Regions from separate parts of the Sus scrofa genome. Here region 2 is linked to region 1. A link is a contact called in public Hi-C data. All regions are on one chromosome and are shown on one strand. Each heading gives the region's core, a stretch centred on a gene start, on an enhancer-like site or on the middle of the called end of the contact. The rest is flanking DNA. Distances are from core to core; before and after follow the strand shown.

What was found. Hi-C and Micro-C count contacts between places; a contact is called where the count stands out from the background.
Region 2: a contact with region 1 is called in a Hi-C map of liver, with 4 times the contacts expected there. The contact joins the enhancer-like site here to the promoter of TNS3 in region 1. A contact is called at or near these places in 8 of 47 Hi-C or Micro-C datasets (alveolar macrophages, embryonic fibroblasts, epiblast stem cells and 3 more).

What each region holds. Positions count from the first base shown.
Region 1 is chr18:48,959,067-48,963,277 of Sscrofa11.1, reverse strand. It overlaps TNS3 (tensin-3), which reads right to left and starts at 2,340. Exons shown (of 31, transcript XM_021079356.1): 1 at 2,211-2,340.
Region 2 is chr18:49,042,351-49,046,382 of Sscrofa11.1, reverse strand. All of the region lies in intron 4 of TNS3 (tensin-3), which reads right to left. Among named protein-coding and RNA genes, the nearest start is that of TNS3, 83 kb to the right of the region's middle. Within about 2 kb of position 1,857, at least 16 of the 83 cell types and tissues checked have an H3K27ac peak or open chromatin away from gene starts, as enhancers often do. A contact at or near this core is called in liver, where this site is marked.

The DNA.
Region 1 (4,211 bases), core at 1,091-3,590:
TGGGGAAGACCGGTTCTGACCCAGCCCCCAACTGCTTTGCACTTGAACAAACGTACTCACTGGTCAACTGGGCCTTGGGTGCAAACGGCCACCGCCCGCCTTCCCCCCCCACCCCCCGGGGGAGGGGGGCGGTGTCAGAAATCTTCCCCTCTAGGCCTTTCCCTGCACTTTTCTGGCCTTTTGCCTGCTTCCCTGACCATTTTTATCCCCTCAGCAATATCTCCTGCAGCCCAGGAACATACTTTGACCCCGTGACCCTTAGCTCCCAGGCTCACATTTGCAAATAGCTCCATATGAATCCAATAGGTGCCAAAGCTACACTTTGTAAAGGCCAAGTCAATTTGCATCCCGGAGCAGGCAGTGCTGCCCTGAGGCTACTTTTTCTGTCTTCTTGCTGGTTTGCAAAGGAATAACTCTTCTGCCGCAGCAGCCGCTGCTAACTTTGGCACCTCGGCTGAGGAATGTGCCGTCAGGACGTGCAACCACTTGACAGTCAGACAAGCAGCAGCAAATTCAGGGCCCTGGAACCTCACTGTCCTGGCCAAATCCTGGGCTGCACCACCACCGCGTTTCCTCACCTTGGGCAAGGTACTTAGCCTTGCTCTGCCGCTCAGTTTGCACATCTGTAAAACGGAGCAATAATCCCAGCTCCCTCCAAAGGTTGTTATTCGGGTGAAAGCATGCAAAGCATTTAGCACAAGCAAATACTCAAGAAAACACTTGCTACAACCATGCTATTACTCTGTCTCCAGGGTCACTATGACTTTGTAATATGACCAAGTAAGACTACTATTACTTTGTCTTTGAGGTCAGGAGTCTGGCCTCCTGCCAGTTCCCACAGTCAGCTCCCTGGGCAGAGGTCCCCTGGTTCTCCACCGGCTGGCCTTGTCCCCTCCACCCTCCAGCTGCAGCGACTCCTGGACCCCTCCAGGCCTCTGCACAGAAATGCCTTTCTTAATACGTGTTGAGTGATTTGCAAATACAACCTCCTAGGCTCTCAAGAGGGAAGAATCGTGAAGACACACAAATCTCTTTCGAAAGGCAAAGTACGAACGAAAGCACTTCAAAAAGAATCAAATGCACAGACCGAATATATCAAAACGCCAGCATGGATGGTCCTGGGGACTCTGCACGCAGCTGCGATGAGACTTTTCACCTCCGCACCCTCAGTCTATTTATTTCAGTCCTGCACTCACATCACAAAAAGGGAAAAAGGAGGGAGAGCTCTGCCGGAAGATCAAAGTGTGGGAAGGACAGGGACACCCTCGGGGTCTCGGGGGCTTCTAAGTGGGCAGTGACCTCCCTCAACAGAGGTCTCTGCGGGCCCCACACTCTTTGGGCTTTTCTGTTTCAACCTCCTTGGAGAACACGGGTCACCCGGCTGCGCCGTCTCAAGAATTCCAGTGGCGATCTTCAGCCCCTTCCCGCCACACAGAGTTTTCAAATCACTTTAGCAGAGGACCCCCCGGCTCACCTATCAGACCCTGGCGGCGCCCACCGGGCCCCGGACCCTCCCTCTTCCTGCTTGTCAGCGACAGCGCGGGCGTGCCAGCAGGCACGTGCCACAGGTGGCCCCGGCCCCGGCCGCCCCCCGCCGGGTCCCCGCTCCTTCAGCAGTGAGGAAGGAAGCCGGCCCGGGGACCCCCGCCTCCCGCCCAACTCAGGCAAAGGAAAAGAGAGACGCACCGGAAAGCCCGCTTGCAAAGAGCGGGAGAAGGATCCCGAGCCTTCCCGTCTGCAGCTCTCAGCTCGGCTCTCCGCCCGGGACTCTCGAGACGCGTCCCAGGAGCGAAGTCCACCCGGGCGCCGCCGCCACGGTGCCGCTCCGGCTCGCGCCCGCCGACCAGGGCGCCCCGGACCCGCGGGCCCTTGAGCGCGTCGGCCCGGGCCCCAGCGGAGTCTCCGCGCCCCTGCGCCCCTGTCCCCGGGTCCTGGCCGAGCCCGCGCGCGCCAGCCGCGTCCCCGCGCCCCCGTCCCCTGCCCAGGTCCCGGACCCTGGCTGAGCCCGCCCACGCCCCAGCCGCGTCCACCCGCCTCCGTCCCTGCGCCGCGCTCCCGGCTTCCCGGACCCTGGCGGGGATCTCTTCCCCCGCTCGCCCCCAGCTCAGGTCCCCGCGCGCCCCGAGCCCCCTGCCCGCCGCGCCCAGGGCGCAGGCCCCGGCGCCGGGCCCGAAACAAAGAGGTTGGCGGCGCGTGCCCCCCTCCAGTACCTGGGCGAGCGGCGGCGCGGTCCCGCGGGGCGATGGCCGCAGCAGGCAGGGCGCCGAGCAGCGCGAGCAGCGAGCGGGCGGGCCCGTCCTCCTGGCTCGCGGCCGCGCCCGCCGCAGGGCCCCTCGAGGCGACGCGGGCAATCGCCGCCGCCGCGCCCGGGACGGCCGGTCCCCTGGCCTGGCCGCCCTAACAATGCGGCGTGTTCTAGGCGAGCCCGAGGCCCCGTGCACCTCTGGGACCTCCCCGCGTTGGCCAGGTGGGCCCCGGAATTATTAGACCCATGGAGCAGCCCAGGGTCAAAGAGTTCACGGGCTGGCGGATCCCAGCTAGGCAGGTGGAGTCCTGGCTCCTACACAACTGGTTCATTCATTCATTCATTCATTCGGAGCTATAATGCTTGTGCTCTAAGAAATCGAAACCTTGCTACCAGCCCGTAGCTTACAGTCCACGGGGGGTAGTGCAGATGTAAAGCAGCAGATAACCCTGGCAGAGGAAACCCAAGATGCTCTGGAAGTCCCTGGAAGGTCTGTCTTTAGAAGTCACATGGCTTCTTCAAACGAGCAGAGGAGAAATGAGCACGATGTAGGCAGACCAGGAGCGGACCTGAAAGAAGGTCCAGGCAGAGGGATGCTGGGAGCAGATAGATGCCAACATCCCTCAAAGACAAATGCCCCTCACTCTGTCGCTCAGCCTCAGGTCCTCCACGGGTGACATCTGAGGAGTGAAAAGCATGTGCTTGGAGGTCGCCTCCTCTAGAGTCAGAAGTACCTTCCCTCCTCTCAGTCACCGGGAGCTCCAGCCTCACTGTGAGCAAACATCAGTCGTGTTCCAGCGGACGGACATCCTGCAAAACACTGCCCAGGGCTCCTCAAAACTGTCCAGGTCGGCAAAAGCTCAGGAACTCTGAGGAACTCACAGCGCTGGAGCCTGGGGAGACGATGAAGAGATGCCAGCGATCTGGATGGGGTCCCGTGGCAGAGAAAGGACAGCAGGGGCAAAGACGTGGATTCTGAATAAGCCGCTGACCTGAGTTAAAAGGATGTCCTGGAGTTCCCATCACGGTGCACCTGAAAAGAACCTGAGTAGGAACCATGAGGTTGCAGGTTCGATCCCTGGCCTCGCTCAGTGGGTTAAGGATCCCGCGTTGCCATGAGCTGTGGTTAGGTTTCAGATGCGGCTTGCATCTGGCATTGCTGCAGCTGCAGCTGTGGCCAGCAACTGTAGCTCTGATTAGACCCCTAGCCTGGGAAACTCCATATGCTGAGGGTGCAGCCCAAAAAAGCAAAAAAAAAAAAGATGCCCCAATAGTGACTCTTTAGTTGTGACCATGGAGCATTGCATGGTAAAACGTTAAATGCTGTCGGCTATATACAAAATCCATTCAGCATCACTGCAGCTGTGGCATAGGTAGCAATTGCAGTTCATATCTGATCCTTGGCCCAGGAACTCCATATGCCGAGAGGTGGCCAGAAAAGGAAACAAAGAAAAAAGAACCTGTAGCTATAGCTCTGGAAAATCTATTCAATACTCTGTGATAGCTTATATGGGGAAAGAATCTGACAAAGAATGGACATACGTATATGTATGGCCAACTCACTTTTCTCTACACCTGAAACTTAACACAAATTGCAAGTCACCCATACGCCAATAAAATCTATTTTTTTAAAAAAAAAGATGTTAAGCGCTGGAAAACGGAATCATACGGGAACAGGAACTCTGTGTGGCCCTTGCAACTGTTCTGTAATCTAAAGCAACTCTCAAATTAACGTTTATTTTTTTTAAATACCGTGGAAGAAAATGGCTTCTTTTCAGAAGGCAGCACAGCTGTCCAAGTGCAAAGATGTGACCATGGATGGCCTTTTTGTGCCCTGGAGCAACCCAAGTCCCCCACATTTTCTGTGAACTTTTGCTGCACAAAAATGTGCTTACCTTGCTCAGGGGAGTTTGTCCAAACTGGAATCCATGGATGTGCCTAGTTAGTTCCTGCAGTTTCCCTTTCT
Region 2 (4,032 bases), core at 608-3,107, 84 kb before region 1:
AGCTCAGCCACAACCCTGCTGTGCGAGGCAGACCCCCGTCTGTGCCTCTCAAGTTCACGACAGTGGTGGCAACAACCTGCAAGCAAGGAATAACCCGGAGCCGACTGAATACCGACACTTACTGACGAGGACAAGCCAGGTATACAGACAGCCTGCTGTGGACGGGAGCCGGCGGGAGAGAACCCTGTTCCACAGGCTCTAGTCACACTTCTTTACAGATCAGCATCCATCTGACAGATGGCAACGTGTCGCTGCTACCTAATTGTGCCATAAAATAAAGGAAGTATCACCCAAGTAGCTTCCTTTTCATCATCTCACACTTCCAGTCATCCAGTTTGGTGGGCCTTCTTTCTGAAATAAATCACAACTTTTTCCTATCGTTTTCTCTTCCGGTTTCATTGAGCCGTAATTGACCAACAGCGCCGTGTACGTCAAGGGGGACCACGTAGTGATCTGACTTACACATGTTGGGTACGGATGACCACGGTAAGTTTAGTGAACATTCATCATCTCACATAGGTACAAAATTAAAGAGATGGGAAAAAAATGTTTTCCTTGTGATGAGAACTTTTAGGATTTACTCTCTTAACTATTTTTTCCTTCTTAGGGCTACACCTGTCACATATGGAAGTTTCCAGGGTAGGGGCCAGTTGGGGCTGCAGTGGCAGGCCTACGCCACAGCCACAGCCATGAAGGATCTGCACTGCATCTGCATCCCAAGTTGCAGCTTGCGGCAAAACCAAATCCTTACCACACTGAACCAGATCTTAACACACTGAGCGAGGCCAGGGATCGAACCCCCACCCTCACGGACACTGTGCTGGGTTCTTAACCTGCTGAGCCACAACGGGAACTCCACTCTGTTAACTTTCACATGTAACATATAGCAGTCTTAATTATAGGTGTCAGGTGGTACCTTATATGCCTGGTACCTATTTATCTTGTAACTGGAAACTTGTAGCTTTTAACTGCCTTCCTCCTACCCCCACTTCTGGTAACCACAAATTTAGTATCATGTGTTTGCCTATGTTTTTATTTTTTTATGAACTTCTTAAAAAAACTGCAGTTGATTTACAATGTTGTGCTAATTTCTGCTGTACAGCAAAGTGACATATATATATATATATATATATATATCTCCTTTTTATATGATCTTCCATCATGGTCTATTCCAAGAGAATGGATGTAGTTCCCTGTGCTGTGCACTAGAACCTCATTGCTGAAAAAAGTCAAAACTTCTGAGAGAACCCATCATGGGCCACTGGTGGGAAATGTGACCGTGACAGCACAGGCTCATGAACACGTAGCAGTCACGCTGGCCTCCTGTGACCCTCATGGCTTCTGATCACTTCCTCTGACTTTGTGAATTTAAGCGAACAACACACACACACACACACACACAAATACAAAGGTGTAGCTGTCAGATCCCAGGGTGGAAACCAGCCTCCACCTGTGTAATCTGACTCCTAATGTCACCTGCGACAGAAACCACCCATTGTCTTCCCTGTCATTAAACAAAGGAAATAAAGCCAGCTAAATTCAGTAAACAGCCGACTCAAATTTCAGAAGCTATTCTTATTCAACCTCTCCTCCAGTAGAAAAACCACAATGGTCGGGCAAAAACAATGGGCGAGTGGTGCCAGCCGCCAGGTGAGGGCCTGCACCTGCGTCCCGAGTCAGGCACTGCCTGGACTGCCCCCCACACGTGGCCCCCGGAAAGTGGCAGCTGGGGCCCCTTTCAAGGACGGCGGCGGCTCTGAAGTGGAGGAACTTCTCAGACGCAAATCGGCCTCTCCCGACCGAGGGTGCGGCCGTGGGGGCGGTTCTTGCACGTGGACACGCCGTGTCCCCACAAACCCTCCACCAGCCCCGGGAAAGCGTTTCCGCTGGGGCACGGCTACGAATTGTCTCCTGCGGCCGACGGCATTGGAAAGGCAAAGATAAGATGGAAAAACAAACAACACTGGCTGCCTCGGACATCAATAAAAAGTTGTCAGGCCACGTTCAGAGCCCCGAGTCGTGAAGAGATCCTGCAATCAAGCCACCAGCCACCAGCTGGAGGAAATCTCACACACACACACACACACACACACACACACACACACACACACACACACACACACACCCCCGCATCCCGACCACAGGCTCTTTGCCATCGGCTCTCCACCGCCTCTATGTCGACAAACGAGGGGCTGCCAGATTCAAGGTCCCAGACGTGGCGGTCAAGGTCCCTGCACCCCACCCCGCCCCCACCACAGCAGAGAGCATGCTGCGGAACCCATCAAATTGGTTCTCTCCCCACCAGATGGCAAGAGGAGGGGCAAACCCAAAATGCAAACAGCAAAGGCTGCGCTGCCCCCTTGAACTCACCCAACAACACATGAGGCTTTTTCCCACTCGCTGTGTACTTTCCATGCGCCAGAGCCAAGGCTCAGAATCTCCCTATGTTATTTCATCCCAACCTGAGCACCCCTCGAGGACGTGGGGGGCGTCCCCACTTTACAGAAGATGGCTGTGGACCCCAGAAGTGGGAGGTCTCAGTTCACGGTTATAGCCTAGGTGGGACCCCGAGCTGACTCAAGCCCCACTCACTGTTCTAGTCTTAGTCTGTGCCACATGCACATGAGCAAGCAGGTCCACCTATAGAAAGAACTAGAGGATGCGCGTGACCCAGTCCCAAAGAGCCTGACCCCTCTCCCACCACTAAAGATTACCGTAGTTATCTCAACAACCAGCGAGTCATCCACTCCACAAACCAGGAGATGACATGCCATGGACGTCTCGCAGGTGTAACCCAGAGCGACAATAAGGCATCTATTTCTAAATGCCGTGCCAACAGCCGCAGCCACATAATGCCAAGGGTTCTGAGAAGGCTGCACTTCAAAGCTTGTGTCCGACGTCCCTCTAAAAGAAGAATTCATCTGGACCTGGCCATGGGCGGGAGCATGTCCGTGCAGCTGTCGTGCAGGACCTGTCCCCGGCCACAGTCAACACCTGGCATAGCTTCCCACGTGGCACTTTCTCCACTGATTTGCTTTTTCCCTCCTTGCTGATAAGGCACAGGCCAATACTGCGGTTTCCCTCTCACGCCGGCTTCCAGGAAACTGGGAGCCTTGTTTGCAGGTTTCATCAGCTCAGTTGACATTTACAGAGGGAGGTCTGCCTCCCAGATCTTTCTCTCAGCCCCACCGCCTGTCATTTCTAGTCAGTGTATCACTCAAACCTGGTGCCCACCTTTTTTTTTTTTTTTTCTTTTCAGGGCTGTACCTGCAGCATATGAAGGTTCCCAGGCTCGGGGTAGAATGGGAGCTGCAGCTGCCAGCCTACATCACAGCCACAGCAACACCAGATCCGAGCTGCATCTGTGACCTATGCTGCAGTCTGTGGCAACACCAGACCCTTAACCCACTGATTGAGACCAGGGGTCAAACCCAAATCCTCAGAGACTGCATCGGATTCTTAACCCACTGAGCCACGATGGGAACTTCCATGGCCACATTCTAAGCCACGGCAATAAACAGGAAGAGAATGTGCTACCAGAAAAGGCCCAGAAAAATGAGCAGCAAGGCCAACAGCCAAGGGGTCAGGGCAGGAGGGCCACGTGAAGTTTCCTGGCTGCTGGGTCCCAAACACTTCAGGTGGTCACAAGGGAACCTCCGCCTGGCAGAGCATGACGTCATGAGGTGCAGGGGTCACGGGAGGTCACCAGGTCCTGTGGGCACAGCCTGGCACCAACCTCTCCTCTCCAACCAGGGCAGTGAAGGACGCTTCCAAATAGTCATGCCAGACCAGACCTGCCCCAGGAACTCAGGCAGCCCTGGTGGCTCAGAGTTAGCCCGAGCTGAGCGCCAGCTCTCCTGCAGCCTCCAGGAAGGGCTCCCTGCACTCAGCACAGCAGGCGAATGCCATGCAGAGAAGGGTCCTGGGCACAGAAGAGGGCAGCTGGGTCAGAGGGCCTGACACCGAGGGCCACCGTCACAGCTTCAGCTGGACAAGGAAGCGGGCTCCTGCTCCCAAACCCGGGAGGCCTGA